Regions from separate parts of the Rattus norvegicus genome. Here region 1 is linked to region 2. The links are chromatin contacts, called in public Hi-C maps. All regions are on one chromosome and are shown on one strand. Each heading gives the region's core, a stretch centred on a gene start, on an enhancer-like site or on the middle of the called end of the contact. The rest is flanking DNA. Distances are from core to core; before and after follow the strand shown. Region 1 overlaps Arid1b (AT-rich interaction domain 1B). Region 2 has its middle 82 kb from the start of Arid1b.

Evidence for each region. Hi-C and Micro-C count contacts between places; a contact is called where the count stands out from the background.
Region 1: a contact with region 2 is called in a Hi-C map of mammary epithelial cells, with 2.6 times the contacts expected there. The contact joins two enhancer-like sites. A contact is called at or near these places in 1 of 12 Hi-C or Micro-C datasets (mammary epithelial cells) and 1 of 1 datasets of contacts at active chromatin or transcription factors (oligodendrocytes).

What each region holds. Positions count from the first base shown.
Region 1 is chr1:48,124,889-48,130,840 of GRCr8, reverse strand. The region is part of intron 4 of Arid1b (AT-rich interaction domain 1B); the gene reads right to left. Among named protein-coding and RNA genes, the nearest start is that of Arid1b, 150 kb to the right of the region's middle. Within about 2 kb of position 4,115, at least 36 of the 93 cell types and tissues checked have an H3K27ac peak or open chromatin away from gene starts, as enhancers often do.
Region 2 is chr1:47,889,444-47,895,333 of GRCr8, reverse strand. No RefSeq gene overlaps it. Among named protein-coding and RNA genes, the nearest start is that of Arid1b, 82 kb to the left of the region's middle. Within about 2 kb of position 1,898, at least 89 of the 93 cell types and tissues checked have an H3K27ac peak or open chromatin away from gene starts, as enhancers often do.

The sequences.
Region 1 (5,952 bases), core at 2,866-5,365, 230 kb before region 2:
CTTCTCAGACATCTGAAGGAAGGAAGGTGAAGCCTTAAGGTCATTTTTTCATCACCAAGCCTCCATCATCGTGGTGATGCCGAGAACTAGGACCATGGAACTAAACCAAGCCCCACACTCTTGTGACAGTCCACCTCCCTCCTCTCCTCCCCCTCCCCCACGAAATACTAAGGTGCCCACTTCTGAAAAACTATTCCCATTAAGTACAGACAACTGAAAAAGTCAGAGAGATGAGCACGCAGAGAGACGCAAACACAGAAGCTTCCCAGTGTATGTAAGAGTATCAAGTTCCAGCTTGTGGTCACAGCCAGAGCAATGATTCTGACAACTGAAATCCTGACATTCAACCCACAGGCCAAAACCTGCAACTGATAAAACCCTCTACACCTAAAATGCATCTGTCCCTTTATCTCTTTTAAATTTTTTTTTTTTTCCGGAGCTGGGGACCGAACCCAGGGCCTTGCGCTTCCTTTATCTCTTTTATACCTGTACAGTTTCATGCTAGTTCAGAAAGCCAGAAAGCTTTTCAAATCAGTAGTTTAGATGCCAAAAACCCGAGAGTCTTAATATAAGCAATATTCTTACTTTGACCAAACATTCCCCTTTGCACAAAGACCTTGAACAGAGAGCATCATCCATCTACACTCTAGAACTGCACTGTCCAGCACAGCAGCCACACACCACAGAAGGCTGTTCAAATCCAACGGCTGAAACTTGGCTCCAAGTGCCGTAGTTCAAACACTCACCATCATCCTGTAACAAGTGGCTCATGTGTGGGATAAAGTCCAGGGCACTCCACGCATTCAACTTCCACTGCCAGTCATCTAGAGATGTTTTCAAGCATGTGGAAGGCATACGTAGATTATATAAAGACGCCAAACATGCATGGACTCTGTCACTTATGGGGATCCTGGGACCAATTTCCAAAGCACCACAGTGGTCTAGTGTTGGTGCCACAGTCCAGTCGGGACAGTATCCAGTATAAACTGCTCTGCTATCTCTCCTATGGATACATAAGTATTCAAACCTCAGTGGATAAAGACACATCTGAAAACTGCAGCCCACAGAGAGGCGTCAATGGCCACCAGTGGGGTAAGAATCCACAGAAAGGCCTAGGTCACTAGAGAGTACATAAGGAGGGTTACTTCCCAACTGCCACCAGACAAGTTTTCCCAAATCTATAGAATTTATTGAAAATCTTTAGGTTCTGCTTCTTGGATGCTGTTCTCTGGAACTTACTCCATCCCTTGTTTCTGAGAATGAGACAGGGAGGAGGAGCCATAGAAGTACAAGACTGAGCAGAAACCAAGAACACACATAAAGGCCCAGACCGGGATAAACAGACATAAAGGGGCAGGTGTTTCCCGAGTAGCCTCTTGGCTCACCCATCCAGGGCCATTTTCTCAATGACTGGTATTTGAGTGAGTCTTCCCAAGGTTCAGATCTAAGTGAGCCAGAATTTTTCTTTCTGTCCAGTGCCCAGGCCCCGGTCATGCCTGGGTAGTTACCAGTGCAGCTAGTAACGGAAGGTGAACTACGAGGCATAGGTCAGATTTGTGCCAAGACACACAGAGAGAAACAAGGAAGAGGCAGCATTCCACTTCCACTGCCTAGGTGCAGACCCTAACACGAGAGCTCATGGCGTAGGTGGCTGTCCTGGGCACTTTTATGTCAACCTCATGCCAGCTGGAGTCACTATCGAAGAAGGAACTTAATTGAGAAAAATGCCTCCCATTACATGGGCTTATGGGCATGCCAGTGGTACATTTTTCTTGACGGATGGATGGCCCCAGCCCACCGTGCGTAGGGCCACCCTAAGGAAGTGGTCCTGGGTTCTATAAAAAGTCAGTCTGGGCAAGCCATGAGAAGCAAGCCAGTAAGCAGCACCCCTCCATGGCTTCTGCATCAGCTCCTGCCGCTTTGTTCCTGTCCTGTTTGAGCTCCTACAATAACTTTCCTCAGTGACAGACAGTGCTGTGGAACTGTAAGCTGGAACAAATGATTCCCAAGTGGCCTTTATTCAGTATCTTTATCACAGCAACAGAGACCCTAATGAGGACAGTGAGAATCTATGTTCTTCGTTAAAACCCCATGTCCCTCAAATGAGACCATTTCATTCAGAAGGTCCCCACACTGAGGAGGGCATCCGAGGCTGTGGACCACCATACGCAGCTGTTTCTGGAGCTTACCTACTGAGGACTTGGTCACCCTCCTGACTGACAGCCTGCCCGCTCCTCTGCATACCAGGAGGGATGAGGCCTTTCACGGAGAGAACTCAGCTGCACATGGCACTGCTGTCGCAATCACGAATTACATTTAACGTCTAATTATTAGAGCCTTCCCACTTGTCTCTCTGGAAAAGTCCTGTGTGATCCCCAGTGAAAACTTGCTGGATAAGAGCCTGGACAGCACATGCAGAAGGCAGGCGCATGGCACTGCCCTGAGGGAAGTCTCTGAAGGTGGTGCTGGGTGGGTGGATCACATACATCGACAGCACACACGCTCGGTACACACCCGGATGAGGGAGGGCAGAGAGCAGAGTGCCCGACCTTAGCCTGATGTGACTCGCAGTAACACTTACTATGAGATGTGAATTGACAAATGCCACAAATCACACGAAGGACAACAGGCACCACACTCAGGATCTTAACAACAAGGTTCTGAATGACGTTCTACACAAACCAGTGTGGGACGGGGTGGGTTCATGCCCTAAAGCAGTTCCCTCCTACTGTGTACTATAACACACCTCTGGACACTGTCTGGTCACAGACGTCAAATTTGGAGGTACTAAGACAAACAAGTGAGACCAGAGAGTTAAGGCCAGGTGGAAGGTGGGTGTGGCAGAGGATGAGAGGAGTTGTCCATGGAATTAAAAGTGAGGCAGGAGAAGTACCTGAGCCCCAGAATTCAAGGCCAGCCTGGGGAACACAATGAGAGTCTTTTTCTTTAAGAAAAGAAGAAAAGAAAAGAAGATGGTGATGCCAATGTTAGGGTGGAGATCTATAAAGGAGACAATCAATTCAAGAGACTACTTAGCCTTGCAGGGGTGGGAGGGGCAAATATTAAATTGTCTGGACCAGCCCTCACATAGGAGAGAGACATTAATTTGTTTTGTGTAGGTGAAAAGGGCAGAAATAGACCTCAGAGCCAAGCTAGGTGGTGACAGCACATGCCTTTAGTCCCAGCACTTGGGAGGCAGAAGCAGGAAGATCTCTAATTTCGAGGCCAGCCTGGTCTACAAAGTGAGTTCCAGGGTCCCCAGGGTTATAAAGAAATCCTGTCTCACATCCCCAACACACACAAAGAATCATCCAGTTAGCATGAAGAGAAACCCCTAAGTGACCTTAGTGAAAGATTTCATCCTGTGATAAAGTCTGTATTGTGTGGCACTGTGCCAGAATCAATTTATGAATCAAGTGAGCAGAAACGTGGCTATCCTACCTGTAAGCACACGGTCTATTCCTACGCAGGTTTAATAAGCCAAAGATATTACTTCTAAAGTTACATCAACTGAAATCTTTCAAACTGTCTCTTTTCCTCCTCCAAACGCTCATGTGAGAGGGGCACTCAGTGAGGTCTCACAACGAAAGCGTTTTCAAATCCACCACTGCTACAGTTCACCAGAATGGCTAACCAGACATTACTACAAACGCAGCTTTAAAAAACTTTGCTCTCAGGAAAGCTTAGTCATTTAACACTGTTCCCCATGTGAAGCTGTGAAGGATCAAGCCGAGAATGGGTTAAGTCCTAAACTAAAGGAGCAACAGAGCAAATCTGACTCTGTGTTTGAAAAAGCCTATAAAAATGTTACAAGCAAAACAGGAAAGCCTGTGTTAATAATGCATAAACCAAAAGAGAGGGGAAAAAGCTACCCATTTAATGGAATAATGCTTTTATCCTTGCAGTTAAAACTAAATAAACCATGACTATTAATCTAGTAAGACCATGTAAAAATGTAATTTTTAAACATTTACTAAAAGGGTAGACTTCAGTAACTGCTCTAAAAAGCAAGGCCTTGTGTACAGCAGCGTTTAAATGCTAAGCACCAATCTCCAGTCTGCCTAGGCCATTACCCACCCTGTCACCATAGCAACGCTAACAGTATGCCTGACTTCAAAGACAAAGATGTAATTTCAGACTTCCAGCAGCCAGAGGGAGTGGTAAGAATATTCTACCCAGGCAGTGTCAGCTGATGATAAATTATAAAAATATCCAGGAACATTATGAGGCGGACTATACCACGGTCTCATATTCCTCCGGGAAGACCTGCCTTAGTCAATAACACCAGGGGACCCTGGGAGTAAAACCAAAAGTAAACAGTCAAGAACCTCAATTTCATGGCACAGACTTCTTGCTTTTTCCTTGCTCCCAGAAGAAAATGCAAATAGTTTCTCCCACTACCCTTTTCTCACTCAGTAGGAGTGACTGAGGGTCTGTGTTGATTTGCAACACCACCCCCATGCCCGCTAAACTGAATGCTGTGACTGCTTCATGGGAGGAGCTGGGCCCACATCCATCTGCACCGAGCTTGGGAGAGCACCTGCCCTCGCCCCACCCCTGGCTTTTCTCACAACCACTCAATCACAGAAAGTGTAAGTTGTGGGCTTTTTAAAAACACTACAAGTACGGAAGGCTGGCCCAGCAGTAACCCAGCTGAACCATAACTAAAAGTCAAGATTACAGAGTTGAAAACTCACCAAGTTCTGGACAAGTGCGGTTGTGGAAATTCAGGAGAATCTTGGAGTTAAAGTTATCCTGAAAAGTTTTTTATAAAGAAATAGGATTTGCTTTTACGTCAAGTTAGTAACAGATGATGAAGATGGGCCCAAATCAAAGACAGATCTATTATTATATTACTGTCTATAAGAATAAATACAGTGTAACATGAATTCACTTTCTGCTGAATAGCTCTAATCATAAGAGTTAGTTTTCTTATAAAAATAGGAACAGCCAAGAGCCATCCCTTTCACAGACTTGAAAGGCTGCCCAAGCTTCCCACCAAGAAAAGAGCTACAGTTTCAAACCAGGGTTGTTGTCCTTTGTCCCTGCGGCTCCTTGGCAGGCACCCAATCCCTCTCTTTAAAGGGTCAAGGGCTGTGACTAAAGTATACCTGGAGGCTGAGTTGCTTCCCTTGACCTCTCCCAGGGGTGGAGACAGGGGAGTCAGGCCAGCCAAGTCTCTCCTCAGGAAGAGCTGGACAGATAGGCCTCCTCTTCTCTGCACTGACATGTGCCCAAGTCTAGAAGTTCATGAAAAACAGCATGCCTATCTCACCACACATGCACCAGACGGTGGCCTCAAGTCACCAGTGCACCTAAAATCCTAGCCACCATCATCCCACCAATTTCTTAACTAAGGAACAAGCCAACTTCTGTGAAAACACACAACACGTTTCAAAAAAGGAAAATGTCACCTTCATACCTATCTCAAAAAAACAATCAGATTATAAAACTACTTGCAATTCAGCAACATTGAGTGAATTTTCATTCTGCTACATGTTTATGATTAAGGGAACTATTTTAAAAGTCACCATGAAATATGAAAGTGGGCTCAATAAACCAGTCCTTTGGATATAACTGTTAGATTTACAATTTTGACAGTTAAAAGAGCCAATCAAGTTCTAGAAAAAATTTTCAATTGTCCATTATTTGAGTGACAAGGCCTCATGTAAGCCCCGTGTAAGCTTTTGACTAATACAGAATCACGGCTTTAACCACACAGAACAGTCTCTATTTTGGTACCAATTTCATTATTTTCTCAGGATCGTTTTATGTTTCTTTATAGAACATTTCCTTCTACAAAATCACAGAAGGTGAGGTTCCCTAAGATATAACGTATTTTGCCTTTCTATTAAAAATTGTATAACTTCAAACTCCCCTCTTCACCATGGTAGCTGGGTCACACACAGCCTTCAACTGACCCTCCATTTGTGGTGACATCATTATTCCGGC
Region 2 (5,890 bases), core at 649-3,148:
TGGAATTAGAAACACACACTACCACACCAAAGATCGTTATGTGGGTTCTGGGAATGGAACTCTGTTGCTTGTGTTTGCAGTGTAAGAATCTTACTAGTAGGCATCTCTCCAGCTCTGCAGTGTGGCTTAAGATTATTTATATTTTATGTATGTGAGTTTTGCCTTCATATACGTGGGGCAGCATGTGTGTGCCTGGTGCTGAGTCCCTGAAGCTGGAGTTACAATTATGAGGTGACTTGTGGGTACTGGGAACCAAGATGAGCCTTCTGCAAAAGCAACGGATGCTCTTAAAGGCCGAGCCATCCCTCCCGTCCTGAATTATATTTTTGATGTCTTCACTACACATTCCCTCGCTCTCCATTTTGTGACCTTGCCACCATTTATTTAGCATTCCTGAAGGCAGACATTTATCTTGTCTCCAGCGCATCCCATCTCTTTACAGAGATGACTAATACCTTTCTGTTTCTAAATCAACTCATGTCTTCACCAATGAGAAAGACCCTAATGGCCAAAGATGTTTAATGAAAACATCGGTTCCACACTTAACGTCTTTTTCCAGAGAGAACCTCATAGTCTCCCCAACTCCCTCAGTGCCTCCCTAACTCCCAACTCAGAGATTTTTCTTGGCATTTTTCATTCCGTGTACATTTTCTGAAGTTACCAAAACTGCTTACAGCTCTTTGCTTTTTTTTTTTTTTTGTGGTTCCTGTTTGTCCATGTTCTCTATTGTATCACATATTAACATTACTACTTAGCCCTACTATGTTCCTATCGTACATTCACTCCTTTGCTCACTTTCTGACCTCAATGTGGAAGTGCCTTTCCTGTCATCTGTGGCTGGTCCCCAAGGTTCTGTTCAATGGACTAACCTTTCATGAAGCCTATCCTGACCCCCCCACTCAATTAAAGTTAATGATCCTCATGCTAGCTTCCCAGGACTTCATTCTTGCCAACATACACTCATCCAGAAAAATGTACTCAGTGCTTATGGTGAACACTGGCCTAGGGCCTAGGGCAAATACCAAAATAATAAACCTTGCTACTCATACTTGGGGATCCTCACAGCCGTTTGGAGATGGTTAGAAACACATACACATACTCAAACTATTCCAGAGGGGTGGTCGGAGACACAGTTCAGTTGGCAGAGACTTGTAGTTGCTTAGCAGGCAAAGGGCTCTGGGTTCCATCCCAACCATCTCAAAAATAAACCAAAAAAAGACAGCAGTGCACACAAGGTGTCAAATGAAAAACTGACTTTTTATTTTATGCATGTTTCCACTTGGGAAAAATCAAGACCCTAAAAGAAGAGTTGGATTCTGTCCAGCTGCTGGGGTGAACCCTAAACCTCTACCCCAGCCACGCCCCCAGCCTTTGGGCCATGCTAATCCCCTCCCTGCAGAGCCCCCTAACACACCCTAAGCTAATGAAGACACCCAGGTCTGAGGAGTCACGGGGACTGAGTGGACCTCAGGCACGGTCCAACCTCGCTGCCCACGTTTCCCGGAGTCCGGTCTAGTTTTTACTTCTTCCTCTCTCCCTGAAATAGATACACAGCCGCCTCCAGATTTAGAACAGGAGCGGTGACTACTTCACGAAAGCCTGGAAAATATGACTTTTCCAGAAACGGTTCAGGTCGCTCATACATCTTAGGGTCCTGGCAACCGCAGATGTGGCGTTGCCCTCGGCCGAGGCTTTGCCTCCGGGGCCCGACTGGGAACTCGAAGGCTTCTCCAGCAGGGTGGAGGACGCCGGAGCGGGGCCTCTACGCCACGCAGTATGATCCGCACCCCATCCGGACCGGGTTTTGCCGCCCGCCGCGCTCCCGGAGCGGAGACAGGCGTCGCAGAGGCCTCCGCGGCCGGGGGTGGTTGGTGGCGGTGGTGTGTGTGAGGGCCGCACCGCGCACGCGCGCCGGAGGGGTCGCGGGCTCCTTGCTCCCCCGGCTCCGTCAGGCCGGAACCCTCGCGCCGCCGCCCCGCCCGGAGCCGCCCGGAGCCGCCCGCGCCCGGACCCGCGACGGCCGGGCGGGGCCTGTTTCCTCGGCCCGCGTCCTCGGGCTCGCAGCCGGGAAGGAACATTCCTGGCTCTCCCCGCCCCGCTGCGCCCGTTCCCGCTCCTCCCCCGCCGCGTGTTTTCCGCCCCAGTAAAGATCGTGCCACACAAATAAGCCTCGGATGCCCTTTGCCGAGCGGGCCATTTTCAGGGCGCGTCTCCGGAGCTGCTAAAAGTCTTAGTTTCTCCCCAAAGTGGAAGGTGTGGGGGGCGGGGGCGGCTGGGGCCGCTTCCAACTGCTCCGCACGCTCGAATAGTTGTCAGTAAAATCAAACTGACGTCAGCCCGGGGGGAAAAGATAGGTCTCTTTTGTTCTCATGTTCTCCCCCCTCCCCTCCCTTGCGATCAAAGGCAAAAAAACATTTTTTTTTTCTTTTGGAGGGTGGAGGGAAAGACAAAAAAAAAAGGGGGGGGGGAGGATTGCCGTGCAAAAAGATAGCTTCCATTAGAGCTTCTGCCCGGGCGAGGGGAATGTTTAATGAATGCATCAAGTCTTTTGATCACCCTCGCTCGGCTGGGTTCAGTAGTGCCGGAAGGTTAGTTGCATATCCTGTGGCTGATCTGAAATTCGATCAGCAGAGGGGGTCAAAGAAAAGAAAAGCATTTTAATGGGAATCAATAGAGGAGCATAGGTCTTGGAAGGAAATACGTGTTGATTAAAAATGCCACAAGATTTTTTAAAAAAATGTTCAAGACTGGTTTAGAGAAAACGAGAAAAAGGAAAATCGAGGGAGGGAGAGAGGGAAGAGAGGAGGGGGAGGAGGAGGGGGGAAAAAACCCTTAGCAATCTATTTTCTGTGTGCTGCTGCCAGAGAGGCAGTCGGCAGACCAACAGTTTGTGTAATGCTTCAAGCTACAGCGGGCAAATTTAAAGCTGTATGCTCAGAACAACATAATAAATACTTATTGAAAATGCATTTCTATTTCTAAGCGGGGCTCACTCATGCATTATACAAAACACCCAGGGCTGCAGTAGCAGACACAAGGGGACAAATAAGGTATACTGTGACTCGAGTCCTTAAAACTAAACTATGGGGCTTATAACAGTTGAGAGCAGAAACAAACAAACAAACAAACAAAATTTCCCTTAAGTCGAAAACTAACAGCTTTGAACAAAACCAAAGGCTTAAAATGGAAACTTTAAAGAAGTTATAATTTTAAAAAACGTCTCAAAACCGTGAGGGTAAGGAGAAGGGCATGGAGGGAGCCAATGGTAGTAGATAGCATATTGATTGCCTTACAGAGTAGAAAATTATTGCCCTGTAGGTAGTGCAAGTGATCAACAACGTATAAAACAGTTGAAGGTTTTCATGGCACTCCACCTACTACAGAGGAAAAGGGAAAGCAGCTTTCTTTAAAGCCAGGCTCACACCCACCCACACATATACTCTCTCACTCCTGTCTGCCTGGCCTGTTGGAAGAGAATCAATAGTATTTAAATTTTTACACGTTCAACAAAGACAACCCTTTCCTCGTGGAGAGAACATCCCAAGAACAATGTGCTGGAGAGCTTCCTTTAGAAGAGTTCTAGCAGCTCTTGACTGGGCTCCTGGATGCCAGTCCTCAATCTTCATCCACGTCTTTCTTACTCTTGTTCTTTCTGTCTCTAAAGAATATACAAAGGGATCAAAAAAGCATTCTCAGTGTAATTTCCCTTGGATATTCCCAATAAAGTTCTCCATTCAGCACCTCCCCATTCCGAATTCCTTATGTTCCAGTCTCTCACGCAGCGTGGTATTTTCATATAGTCTTTGCGTGACTGTGTGCTGTTTGACGCGTGGCCAATGATGACTGAGAATGTAGCGCACAGCACATTTGTAGATGGCAGTCATGTGACAGTGTCAGAAGGTTGGATACCTCTTCTGTAAATCATCTCCAGTTTGTATTCCTAACACATCCTAAATGTCATGTATGCTGCACTGTTTAGTCTGTACAGCGGGGTGTGTTGGCATGAGGTGAGGTGAGGTTAAGGAGGGGCTTGAAAATCTGAGGTAAGCCTGAGTTACATAGCAAGGCCATGTCTAAAAAGGAAAGAAAGGAAAAGAAAGGCAAGATCGTTCATGGATGGGTTGACTCTATCACAGAAGCTATAGATAGATATAGGAGCCAAAATTGTTGACTGCCTTTAATGTGATGGCTGGAGGGCCCATCAAAATTGAAACTTTGTTGTTTACCACATGTAACTTTAATTTTTTTAAACCTTATTTTTAATGATGGTCCTTAAATGCTTTAACCTCCCTTTACCCCACTACTCACCTCGGGTAGTTGAAAGGATTTGGGGGAAGTGAACCTGTTTAGAAAGGTTCTTTGGAGCAACTCCCGTCTGTGTTGTCTGGAAATCGGCAGTTCAGTTCACAGGTTAGCAGCAGCAGCTCGATCCACTCACAAACCACCTCACTGATACACCAGGAGTCCAGTTTGGTAAAGTCAGATAAGCAAACAGGAGTCAGCACTGGTGGCAGGACCTAGCAAAGACAGCTAGGCCTCAGCCTCTGCTTGAGTCGCAGGAAGGACCAGGAGGTTCCAGGGATCTGAACTGGGAACTCAGGTCATTCTGCTTGCACAGAGAATGCTTTGTACCCCCTGAAGACAATACTAGGTGCTTTGAAAGCAGAGGCTATACCGTTCTCATCCCTAATCCCATTGTTGCTGCTTAGATCAGAATCTTGCATGTTGAAAGTGAAGCTAGCTGATGGACATCTCTGAGTTTATAAGGGCAGAGGATACAGTGGTTGGATTTCAGAAATGGAAAGTGTTGTTTGGTAATTTCAGATTGCTGACTTAAGTTCTTTAAAGTTCAGATGCCTCTTTGGTAAAATGGAAAAACTATACTTACCTCCCAGACTCATTTATGTGATGAAACAATGTATGTAAAGCATATTGTGTAATGTTTATAAATAATATATTTGTGCTATATATGATACATCATATAATATGCATGCATCTGTCTATCATCTGTCTGTTTGTCCATCTATCTATCTATTATCTATCTATCTATCTATCTATCTATGTATCTAAGTGTATTGTGTATTCATGTAGATTTATTTGTTTATGTGTATGGGTGTTTTGCCTAAATCCATGTTTATACACATGTGTGTCTGGAACCCATGGTGGTTACAAAAGTTATCATATGCCCTGGAATTAGAGTTACATATGTTTGTGAGCTGCCATGTGGGTGCTGGGAATTGAGCTCTGGTTCTCTGCAAGAGCAAGTACCCTTGATCATGGGTTTATCTCTTCAGCACATCTCCCTCCCACCTCTGCGTGCCTTGGTCACATTTTTTATGAAGTCTCTCCTTGAATATGAACTGGATATGAGATTCTCCGCAGTAAGCATCTGGTTGCCTCCTCCTGAATTTCTGGGAATCCTGGCTCTTGGGACATTTCCTCTCAGAACCTGGTTGTACTCTACAAGACTGAGGAATTGTGTCTAGGTGAGATAATTTGTAGGTCGGCTGGTAGATATCATGCAAATTGCATCCAGCAGCCAGCAGATAGCATCAAGCTTCAGCCTTGACAGTTGCCCATCTGGTTCTTCCATCCTGTTTAATCAGCTGCTGTCTGATCCCAAACCAGAACTACCCAGTTGGGCTCGCCCACAGCACCATGAGTTGATAAATAACAAACGCATAAGATAGGCGGTGCACCAAATGTGTGCTCCAAATTTTGGGAAACGTAATAACCAAAATCTTGTGCTAATGGTTCTTGAAGGGGTGGAGTCTAACAAAGGAGGTTGTGCAGCTTCATGAGTTACTGAGGGAGTGGCTGTAACACCCAGTTGCTCTGTGCTACTGTGGGACGCTCGCAACCACATTAGGATCCAGCAAGAGAGCCCACA